Linked DNA regions of Zea mays: regions 2, 3 and 4 are each linked to region 1. A link is a contact called in public Hi-C data. All regions are on one chromosome and are shown on one strand. Each heading gives the region's core, a stretch centred on a gene start, on an enhancer-like site or on the middle of the called end of the contact. The rest is flanking DNA. Distances are from core to core; before and after follow the strand shown. Region 1 holds the start of LOC103654238. Region 2 holds the start of LOC100285043 (LMBR1-like conserved region family protein). Region 3 holds the start of LOC100285680 (ubiquitin-protein ligase). Region 4 holds the start of LOC100193615.

What was found. Hi-C and Micro-C count contacts between places; a contact is called where the count stands out from the background.
Region 2: a contact with region 1 is called in a Hi-C map of tassel, with 4 times the contacts expected there. The contact joins the promoter of LOC100285043 here to the promoter of LOC103654238 in region 1. A contact is called at or near these places in 18 of 25 Hi-C or Micro-C datasets (bundle sheath, ear, endosperm and 6 more) and 1 of 3 datasets of contacts at active chromatin or transcription factors (leaf).
Region 3: a Hi-C map of ear shows a contact between it and region 1, with 2.7 times the contacts expected there. The contact joins the promoter of LOC100285680 here to the promoter of LOC103654238 in region 1. A contact is called at or near these places in 10 of 25 Hi-C or Micro-C datasets (ear, endosperm, leaf and 5 more).
Region 4: a contact with region 1 is called in a Hi-C map of leaf mesophyll, with 2.9 times the contacts expected there. The contact joins the promoter of LOC100193615 here to the promoter of LOC103654238 in region 1. A contact is called at or near these places in 13 of 25 Hi-C or Micro-C datasets (bundle sheath, ear, leaf and 4 more).

Annotation. Positions count from the first base shown.
Region 1 is chr4:184,999,119-185,001,844 of Zm-B73-REFERENCE-NAM-5.0, reverse strand. LOC103654238 reads left to right here and starts at 1,425. Exons shown (of 1, transcript XM_020552750.1): 1 at 1,425-2,726. The coding sequence starts at 1,840. The coding sequence ends at 2,652. LOC100192084 reads left to right here. Exons shown (of 10, transcript NM_001365512.1): 8 at 67-272; 9 at 500-624; 10 at 811-1,186. The coding sequence ends at 990.
Region 2 is chr4:184,765,393-184,768,120 of Zm-B73-REFERENCE-NAM-5.0, reverse strand. LOC100285043 (LMBR1-like conserved region family protein) reads left to right here and starts at 1,276. Exons shown (of 13, transcript NM_001318030.1): 1 at 1,276-1,636; 2 at 2,618-2,694. The coding sequence starts at 1,469.
Region 3 is chr4:185,150,330-185,153,243 of Zm-B73-REFERENCE-NAM-5.0, reverse strand. LOC100285680 (ubiquitin-protein ligase) reads left to right here and starts at 1,499. Exons shown (of 3, transcript NM_001158571.1): 1 at 1,499-2,213; 2 at 2,678-2,914. The coding sequence starts at 2,705.
Region 4 is chr4:184,748,217-184,751,120 of Zm-B73-REFERENCE-NAM-5.0, reverse strand. LOC100193615 reads left to right here and starts at 1,631. Exons shown (of 3, transcript NM_001138716.2): 1 at 1,631-2,480. The coding sequence starts at 1,977.

The DNA of each region.
Region 1 (2,726 bases), core at 176-2,675:
TGAGCACACAATTAGCATGTTTGTGCATTTGTATTTCATAAATATTTAATGCTTATGTAATACCAGGAACCGCCTTGCAAGTGGTTTGAAAATAGCGCACCAACAGTTGGGTAACATCCAGTTAGTTTCTCAGTATTTGACAATACTGGGCACATTGGCGCTTCAGCTACATGACGCAGCACAGGCTAAAGAGATCCTGAAGTCTTCGTTGACCTTAGCTAAGACGCTATTTGATATTCCAACCCAAATCTGGATCTTGTCAGTATTTACAGGTAAGGCATTTAGGCTATGTGGATTTGTTCTCAAACCATGAAAACGATTTTGTAGTACACGGTCTCTTTTTCACTCACTGGCATGTTCTGAAAACAGAAGTTGATACAAAATGTTTTCTGCTTTTACGGCCTGGTTATTAGTCGTCATATTCATTTCTTTAGAGGTTGATGGCTTGATGCAAACTGTGTCTGATTTCAGAGTGTTTTATTTGTTTACAAACTATTAGAGTTATATCGTGAACTGGAAGAGAAGGAAAATGAAATGGAGAACTCTGAGTACGAAGGAAAGAAGGAAGACGATCTGCAGAGAAGACTTTCTGAAGCTTATTCTCATTCTTTTCACCATGAGCTGGTAAGTTAACAGTGGAGATTTGAAGTTAAGCCAGTTGCATACTTGCACCCACTCACAAAACTGTAAAGTTTTGCATAGTTGCATACTTGCAACCACTCAATTGCCCATCAAATCAAATATCAGTTCTCATTAAATCGAATACCCACAAGGCACATGCTGCAGTGTTTAACTGGAGTGCTCTTTCAGGTGGAAAAATCAAGAATCCAGCCGCTGCACATGTCAAGTAAGCAGCCAGAGATGGCTGTTCCATCAGCTAATGGTGATCTTGACATCCCAGAATCAGTGGGGCTTTCCGCTCCCCAGCCATTCCTCAAAAGACTTGTTGAGGCCGAGCCGATGAGGCGCAGTACCAGGAGGCGGCGGTAGTAATGAAACTAGTACTGTAATTAATAGCGTAGTGAATTTGTTGGTTAAGTGTTGTTATGACTTGTAACTTTTAGCAGTTTAGGTTTTTATTTTCTTTTGTTTGTTGTGTTGATTATGTGTATCTTGGTTTAGAATTTATAGATTTGGAGAACTGTTGGATTGACAACATTCTGAGTGGTAAAATACCAATTATTCCACTGTGTTGGGACGGCGTGTTACACCTGCATCTCCACCATCAGCACCTGAGGGTCTTCGTTCGGCTCGCGTGCAAGGGCGCCCAATTGTTGGATCCACAACAGTGATTGGGTGTGAGGCCTATGGGCCGGTGTGGCGTCGCGCGTGTGCGTGCAGCCCAGTTGCCACGGCGCGCATAAAAGCCACTGGCTTTTGTATGGAGCGACATCTAGAGAATTGTAAACAAACGATTCCTCGTATCTCTCGTCTTCCTCTCCAAGCATTCCCTTCTTCCTTCTTCCCCACTCAGGGCTTATTCGGTTATTCCCAATACACATAGATTGGATTGGATGAGATTAGAAAAAATTAAGAAGAAGTTTGACTTGTTTGGGATTCAAACCCATCTAATCCCTCTCAATCCACCTCTAACCGAACAGGGCCTCAGAGGGGTCCGATCCTCGTCCCTGTTCCACTCTGGATCCTGCAACCTCCTACCCCTACGACACTCGTCTTCGTCGCCAGCGCGCCACCATGAACATTGACTTCTAGCACCTGCTTGACGAAATGTCCAAGCGCTTCGGCGGCTAGGATGCGAAGTTGACACAACGCCTCTCCGACTATGACGTCAAGCAGCAGCAGCGCCTTCTAGATCGTGATCTGGAACTCGAGCGTCGTATGGCGGATCTCGATGCATGGATGGATGGCAAGTTGGCTTCGCTCTCCACGGCCTCCACGGCCAATGAGACGTGCTTGTCGCAGCTCGAGTCGGCTGTCATCTCCTTCGATGATTGGCGTCCTAGCATGGAGGGTTTCGTCGATGACATCCGTCTTCACGTCTCCAAGTTGTCCAAGCTCTACGAACGGTCGGCAGTGGAGCACCCGACCATCATGACTGGTGTGCTCGCTCTGGCTCCCTCTCCGGTCGCGCGCCCATCTGCTGCTGCCTCCACGGCCGCCCGACCCGACGGGCACTACCTGAATCCATCAATCCGGGATGATGGTTGCGGAGTTGTCACAACTCTCGATCATCACCCGACAAAGGGTGTGTCATCCCCATCTCACCCCCATGTGTTTGCCTCTCCTACTTTCCATCGTTCGAGATCCGAGTTTAGGGAACCTGTGGGTGGGAGTTTGGCTGGTTTATCTGATCATTTACCTAAAATGCCGTTTCCTACGTTCGATGGGGATCAACCCAAGTTATGGATCCGTAGATGTGAGGATTACTTTGATCTGTATAGTGTTGATCCAACGCGGTGGGTGAGGGTCTCATCTATGCATTTCACTACTGCTACATCTCGCTGGGTGCAAACTGTTCAGAGCCATCTTAGATCCTGTTCGTGGTCAGAGTTATGTGGTTGGGTTTTGGTTCGATTTGGCCGTGATCATCACGAATTGTTGATCCGTCAGTTGTTCCACATTCGGCAAACTTCATCGGTGTCTAAGTACATCGATAGTTTCTCCTCCCTTGTTGATCAATTGACAGCTTAAGGATCTCACACAGACCCCTTTATTTGACCATGCACTTTATTGATGGTTTGCGAGATGATATTAATAAGTCTGCT
Region 2 (2,728 bases), core at 27-2,526, 230 kb after region 1:
CTCTCACTTATTCTTCAGATTTTGTTTCTGCTAGCGCTCCAAGGCATAGAATAAACTCACTTTGGATCCGATCCATAATATATTTAGGGACTCAAAAAGGACGTGTAAACTAACCCTAAAACATATATTAATAACGAATACATCCCAAAACACATATTAGTAACGAATAGTGGTTAAACATATTAATAACGAATACATCCCAAAACACATATTTAGTAACGAATAGTGGTTTTTTTACTTTCCCGTTCTTCCCAAAAATTTGCGTCTGGCATCTTTCTCAATCCATTCGTTCTTCCCAAAATTTTGCCTCTTGCATCTTTCCCAATCCATTCCTTCACGTATTGGTTTTAGAGAAACCGTTGAGTACATAATTCATTCTTAAAACCTTTTAACCTACTCTTAATAATATTTTTTGGTAAAATTTTTAACCTACTTTTAGAGTTGCTATTAAAATCAGCTCCTCAAAATCTACCCTAAACCAAACACGCCCTATGCAAAACTGAGGAAGGCGCAGCCGTCGGACACGTTCGGATGTTCCCATTATTCGACTTCCTCTGCAAAAGATCCATGACGTATTATCCAGACAACAGAGATGCGTTAATCGCCCTCTTCATGTGACCTTGATCCTAAATCGATCGCTGGGAAAAATTAACTATTTGCCACAATTTAGAGGTGAGTGGCAAAGAACTGAGTGAACCAACTGAACCTATTTTTTAGAACCCAAGCTTGGTGAGCATTAACAATATATCACTGTGTTCAACTGTGTCAAAATCTTTTTTTATCTTCAAAAATCTAGCTTAAGACTCATCACTCCCTCTTGGAATGTTTACACTGATGCAAGTATTCATAGCCCAAGCAAGACAATCTTGGATAGTACGATTTTTAATGAAACCATACTGTTTTTTATGAACTGTCAGCTATGAGTTCTGTGATTAACTTGATAGCTATGCTAAGATGAGAAATTGACCTGAAGTCAGAAACCTTAACCGGGTTATTCACCTTAGGAATTAATGCAATGAATGAAATATATTTATAAAGTTTGGATTGAAATATATTTATAAAGTTTTTAAAACTAAATAAGTTAGAAGTTTTTTTTGAGATATCCGACCTTGTGTTTGAGGGTCGTCGTAAACCGCTTCTTGGTGCGCTTCGTGGTGGACGGCGGAGATGCAACCTTGGCGTGCGTGCCAGTACGCTTTCCGAACTCCACCGAACGATCCTGTTTGGTCCATCGTCACCTTCCTCTTCCTTCTTCGGTTCTTCGCCAGCCGTGCGCGCTTCTCCACTGCCCTGGAGACAAAGGAGCACCCCGCGATCTCCCGGCGGGACCCGGCCCCACCTCCCCGCCCGCGTGCCTCTGAAACGGAGAAGCTGCCGGTTCCCAGCCGGCCAGGCTACTCCGACTCTTCCTTTCCCTCCAGCCGGCGAGGCGTCCAAGCGGATTAGCGGAGAGCGTCGGGGCGGCGACATGTGGGTGTTCTACCTGATATCGCTGCCTCTGACGCTGGGCATGGTCGTCGTCACGCTCCGCTACTTCGCCGGCCCTGCCGTGCCGCGCTACGTTGTCGCCACCGTAGGATACGCATGGTTCTGCTCCCTCTCCATCATCATCCTCGTCCCCGCCGACATCTGGCAGGTCAGATCCCTTGCCGCGTCCCTCTCCCACCTTTTCATCCACCGTCCCCTGTTCCGGCCATCGTCGGCCCCAGGCTCCGCCGGCTTGGCTGTCGGTGTTGTTAGATCCACCGGGTGTGGCTCGTGTCGTGTTCTAGTTGCGTTGCAATCTTGGGGTGTATGTAGGAATTGAATCACAAACTTCGTGTTACTGCTGGAGCACGCTTATGAATTGACGCGTCTTGCTACGGATGAGGTATGCGAAGCTGCTGACAAATGCAGTGGAAGCCTTGTACGAGGGACGAGGCAAATTGATTGTTACTGTTAGTATGTTACCCTGGGATTAGGAGTAGTGCATATAGGGCCTGTTTGGATAGGCTCCTACGGCGCCGCAGCACGCCTAAGGTGCGGCGGCCGATTTGGGCGCCACACCCGCGGCGGCCGGAGTGTGGCGCGGTGTGGCGCCCGAGGCAGCCTACCAAACAGGCTCATAATGTGCATGACTGCAATTTACTTTTAGACAACTCTGTTTCTACACTATTTGAGCCTCAATAACTGAGTAACTGATTTTGGTTCAACCCTCTATAGTCCTGATGCCACCTTCGAATCTTCATTTCTCTTTTATAGTTATGGAGTTAATTCAGTATTCTGTCAAATTCATGAATGGGATTTCATCATTTTTAGGTTTCACACTCTTGAGTAGTTACATTAGCCACAGAAACCAGGTGCAGTATAATCTTTGGCTAATGAAAAACCCTAGCAGCTAACTTGGCCTACCTTAATGTTTCTGTATTTAGTAGTACAGATTTGAGCATAGATCAAATTTTTATGTTCTTTTTAATCTTTCAAAGCCACCCCCTTCCCTTTACAAAAATATACGTATATCCATTAAATAATATTGATAAATTTATTAGTTGTAATGAAATGACAAATTTATCTACCGGGCTTGAAAATTCTCTTTTTGTACTCCTTTGGTTCAAACCCTTCTATCATTCTATCGCAGACATTAACTGCCAGTGCGAAGGGGGGCATTGGATTCTTTTGGAGCTGGTCCTATTGGAGCACATTTATCCTAACATGGTATGCTATGAACATGTATTGCATAAGTTCCGCC
Region 3 (2,914 bases), core at 250-2,749, 150 kb before region 1:
TGAACGCGGTCTGGTTTTCAATATACAGACGTACGTTCAATAATGGAGGCCGCGGGTCAAGGATTCTGCATGGATTGGAGCCCCCAGAACAGTGGCACTTGCAGAATGCATGCCTTCGTGCGAACCCTATTACTAATAAGAAAACTGTCCGGCGACAGGCAGCATGCATGCGTGCACGGCCAGGGTGGGCTACACGAGCTACGGTCAAGCTATACACACTCTTCTCTCAGACAGTCCTAGGTGTTGAAGGAAGGGCAACCGGCCGACACGGGCACGGTGCCACGGGCTTGTCATTCAACGCGACAGGGAAAGGAATCCACACTTGTCCTACCTCGCCATCATGCAGCCGCACGTCCCTGGCAGACACGTTCACATGACTCACGGCTAACGCTAGCTAGTAGGCGTAGTGACGATTGACGAACAAGGTCTGAGAAAGAGAGAGACAGAAATCCACAGAGTCCCCTGCCTCCCTGGCTAGTAGTAGTAGTGCTGGCTTCGAAGCCTTCAGTTGATGTTAAACGGGCCAATGCCCAAAAAAGTTCTGATAAATCATCGATGCAAAAAAAAATACAACTACGTTTGGAGGTGAGTTCTGATTAATAATTTGACCTCGCTGCTGCAGTTCACTCACTGTGACAGCGGAACCGCACGTTGCATCGGCGGCGTCGCGTCGCCGAGAAAGTGCCAACTTCTTAAGTAAAACAGACGGAAGCACCGACTGTGGCGATACAGTGCTCGTCACACACCACCTCCTAACGGCTGAAATGGCGATGCGGCGGAGGCCCAAAGCGTTGGTCCACTGCACACTGACGTGACCTTTGTGCCGCTGTCTTCGGTAATAGTCATTTTGTATTTTTATATTAGCCCCCATGCTCCCGTATATCTATCCTTGACGCCCAGCAGCGTCGGCGTGACAGTTTTTACTATCAACGAAATCTACCTAACCCTGGCGCATCCGCCAGTAGTTTCTCTAGCTTCGCTTCGCAGTAATGCTGAGCCGTGTCGAATCAGTGATGAAATCAGCTTTGGTTCCATAATAATAAAAGTCAACATGACACGACTTTAGAATTCTACTCTAGTTGTGGTAATGGTAACCATTTTCTGTGGATTGATGGGGTTTCTATAATATTTTATTTTTATAGATTAATTAAAGCTGCAGGTCCAGCTCCACTTGCAGTACATCCAACCAGATCCAACAATTTTTTTGTTCAACTGAAAACCTCTCCTGCTGCTGCTGTCTGAATAATGCTTCACATTTTTACCGTCTTCATTGGCTGGTAAATACAGTAAATTCTTGTTTGAATTTATGCGGGAAGAGAGACCCAAAAAAAAAAACAATTCCCAACGTGCCGTGCAATATCTGCGGATTGCAGCTGCATCCACTGCGCGCCGCGCGTTTTTTTTTCTCTCCTCCTCGACAACGAGAAGTCGAGAACACACACGCACATACGGAACGGAAGCTACTAGCCCGCAGCCTTCTTCAGTCTCCCGTCTTCTTCTGGTGCCCAACACATCCTCATTCTCAGGGTCGCCCTCTCGATTCTCCCTCAAGTCCAGTCCAGCCGGATCAGTCCCCTTCCCCTCCTCCACAAGGTGCCGCCTCCCGCAGATCCGAATTGGAATCTGGGCCTTCGTCTCCGCACCACCAATCCGGTAAATATACGCGGGCAATAAAAATCCCTCCCTCCCCCCCGAACCGTAATGATAGATAGCTGCTTGCCTGCTCCGGAGTTTCTTCCGCTGTTCTCTCTCGCGCAAATTTTTATGCTGGGCAAAGACGGTGTTCTTCAGCTTCGACCCCCAAAAAGGGCGAAGCTTTCGCGTCCTTCCCCACACACACAAATTACCTGGGAGCCGTAGCTTCTGTTTGGTGCGGCCACGGGGTGGAAGAAATGGTATGCGGGATGCTCGCCAATTGGCATGCTGCGCTTTCCGTCCCTGCAGCCGCAAGAGGCCTTCTCTTTTAGATCTGTGCCGCGCCTTCCTCTTCCTGGTACCCTGTGATTGGAGCCAGTATTGTTAGCGTTTAATGAAGCTGCTTTTTTCTAGCCGGCTTTTGGATGGTGCTTACTACTACATCGTATCAGTTGCCACCACTCTCGCGTGCTTTTGCCTTCTTTAGGTTTGCTCGCAGGGCACACAAAGCCATTTTTACTGCTGGAAGACTGCCGCTTTTAGTATCTCTGGGCTCTGGCTCTTGAGTGATCTCCAAGGTAAGCTGCCCCCTCCCCCCCCCCCCCCCCCCCCCCCCCCCCCCCCCCCCCCCCCCCCCCGCACTCGCTTGGAAGAAATGGAAATAAATAAAAAAATGCTTTGGCTCTCGGTTGGAGAGGGGCGAGGAATTAGCTTCCCCGCATCCTTCGGTGGTTTCTGATGTCTTGGTTAGAAAATTTTATGAGGTTGCTTGATAAGAATCGCATTTTCCTTCTATCTGATCTCTCAAAATGTTCGCTTATCTCTTGTTTTTGCTTGCCTCAGTCTACTTGCAAGATCTGTGTTCAGTTGACTTGAGTTCTTCTCAGCTTCTTTGATGTGAGGAGATTGGCGCACGAAATCACGTAGCAGTAGCTCTTATTCCCCACTCGCGTTTTAACCTGAGCTGCGGCAGTTGGCATTCTTCATTCAGTCGTAATGGATGGGATAGCTCGTAATAAGGGCGGTGCTTCGCCTGGTACAGGAAAGGGAAGGGAAGGGAAGGGAAGTGATGGGGGAGTGCGAGGACGGCAAGGAGTACAGGTGCTGGGAGGAGCTGCTGCCGGACGCGCTGGGGCTCATCTTCCGCAACCTGCCGCTCCAGGAGGTGCTCACCGTCCTGCCGCGGGTGTGCAAGTCCTGGGGGCGGGTGGTCGCCGGCCCCTACTGCTGGCAGGAGATCGACATCGAGGAGTGGAGCCAGCAGCAAAGCAAGCCGGAG
Region 4 (2,904 bases), core at 382-2,881, 250 kb after region 1:
GCACCGGACCTGTCTCCGAGTGAGTAGCGGATCATGAGGCCAATGGCCCTGTCAACGGGTCTCGATCCATGGGTCCGACTGTCAACGGGTCTCGATCCATGGGTCCGACTGCTCGGTTACTTAGTACATGGTCACATGTAACATGCAAGAGTTACGGGTTACCCACAATTCTTTTTTTTTGAGTTACTATACAGTATAGTGTAATATTCACTCTGTATACTTATAGTGCTATCTTGAATTGTAGATACGTATCAATACGCCGGCGGCAACTCCTGCTAGGCTGCTACCCTACCACGCCTGACACCACGATTCACAACGAAAACGCCTGTTTGCTGTAGCGTAGCAGCATCTTCATTCCGCCACACGCACAGCGATCGCGCGGACGGTCCGATCGCAGCTGCGCTGAGGTTTTCGACACTGACCGCCTGACCGAGCGGGCCGGACGCCGGAGCAGCTGCAGCTCTCGCCAGTTGGCTCGGCCTCACGCAGCTGTTCGATCAGGTGCATGACGCATCAACCAACAGTGCCATCCCAATCGAACAGCTGCGGCTGCGAGCGACCGCGGCGGGACGGGACGACCCGGGGTTTCCCAGATTCCACCACGGGTGACCCGGCCCCGCGGCAGCCGGCGCGCTGCCTACCTACGCCCGCTCGTACCGACGCGTGCACCACCCGTCTTTTCCCCGTATCCCCAGCCGGTCTCGTCGGCTCCCTTTGCATCCAGGAGGGGCGGGCAGGGGCCAGGGCGCTAGGCCATGGCCATGTCTCCGCACGGCTACCTGCTCTCCGTTGCACGAGGAGGACGACGAGCCCGGCGTTTTCTCGGGTCTCGCGACGGTGGTGTCACTGTCGCCTAGGCTTCTCGCACCCGCGACGTGACGGCGCGCCTTCGGGCAGTAGTGTTCCCGAACATGGCCGGGCGCCGTCGGTCACGGCGGCGTGCAGGCTGGGCGTGGGGTGAACGAACGGGGCCAGCGCGGGCGTGAGACGGGAGACTAATGGCGACCGGTGCCTTTCGGGCTCCAGCGCAGCAGAGATGGCAAATGCCAAATGGGCAGTTAAGTCAACAGGACTAGCTAGTATGTGTGTGTGTGTGTCTGCAGTGTGCACTCGACCAAGTTGATGAGGGTCCGCGTCCGTCCAACCGGAGCTCGGTAGCGTTAATTGGCAGCTAAGCGGGCATGGATGGTATCTCATCGCTCGTCCCCTCAAATCCGGGGCAAAAAGCCTTCAGGACCGGGATTGCCACGAGACCTGCAGCCTAGTGTAGTGAGGGCCTCAGTCCCTCTTGCGTTGCGAGCTTTGGGTTACCCGTCGGCGATGGCAGGTGCGCGTACTTGGCTTTCTCAATCGGGGAACTCTTGCAGGGGCAGGAGTCCTGGTTCCCATCCCGACTGAGTGGTGCTGTGACGCAGTGACTGTGCAGAACGCATGCGTCGTTCTCGTTCAGCGATCGGTGGGGCGAGGGCATGCCATGAGCTGCCCATGTTCGGTCTCTTGCGACTGCACCACGCTTAACTGTTGTTGGCCAGAGTCATCCTGCTATGCTAGGATGCTCTGGTCAAGCCCGACTAGCGCAAAACAATCAAGGCAGCATTTGAAAAATACGGATCCGTATAGGAGACACGTAGTGGCTCCAGAGCGGATATGTGTCGTTTGCCTCCACTGACCGCCCCGGCGCCCCGCCCTCGCGTTCCAGGGTCCATGCCCCCCGTGGCAGACCGGGTCGTTGTCTCCATTGCTCATCCATGTTATTCCACAACCCCTTTTTAAAGGGCCACTTCGTCACTCCTCTTCCTCCTCCTCCTCCTCCTCCTCCTCCATGTCCACGGCCATCGTGGCGAGGGCAACCAAGCTGAGCGCTACTCGCAGTCGCAGTTGTTGCCTGCCCAGCATGCAGCTCTAACTCACCCCGTGCAGCAGACGCCGAGTCGTGGCAGGTAGCTAGGAAGGAGGGCAGGAGGGAAGGGCAGGCCATGGCGCTGGAAGCGGTGGTGTTCCCGAAGGAGCACCTAGCGGGCACTGCCAAGGCGCGCTCGGCGTCGTCACTGGCCTGCGGCTTCCGCACCGAGGAGGTCGAGGACAACGGCGGTGTGGTTCTGCAAGGAGAGGCCAGCGATGCGCCCGGTGCCGGCGCGGCCACCACGTGGGAGTGCTGGGACGCGGCGCTCTGCCCGTGCTCCACTCCACCTGCTGGTGCCGTGGAGGAGTGCTGGGACGACGTGCGGCACCGGCTCTCCGCGTCCCCTCCGCTGCCGCCGGCGCCCTCCGCCGCCGTCGCAGCGCCATCGTCCGGGCACGGCAAGGCAGCTGCCGCGGCGCGGCGGAGACGGCGGCAACGCCCGAAGGCGGTGAAGAACACGGAGGAGGTGGAGAGCCAGCGGCGCAACCACATTGCCGTGGAGCGCAACCGGCGGCGGCAGATGAACGAGTACCTCTCCGTGCTCCGCTCCGCCTTGCCGCCCTCCTACCCGCAGCGGGTACGTACGCACGCACACGATCTCCTCCATGGCTGCCGCTCCCCGGCAGTATCCTAGCCGCAAGAGCTTTGCAGGTCATGTCACCAATGCCATGCATGTGCACGAACGGCTTGGCATTCCACCGTGCTGCTGATTGCCGCTGCCGGCCCCGCCCAGCTTTTACTGTAACGGATGTCAAATCTTGCTGCCCCCCTCCCTCTGGCCCCTGGCCATCCGCTGGAGCTGCCTCGCCGCGCTTTGGTGGCACATGTCACGGAATCTCTAGGGATCGTGTGTACTGCACTGCAGGCATCATCATCGTTCATCAAAAGCCGCGCACCTTCTTGAGCGCCGAGCCCTTGGTCGCGACCGACCGAATGGCATGTTCCCTTTGCAACGTGCGTGCTCCCTACAGTCTCCTACGCGACCGATCGAGCGCTGATGT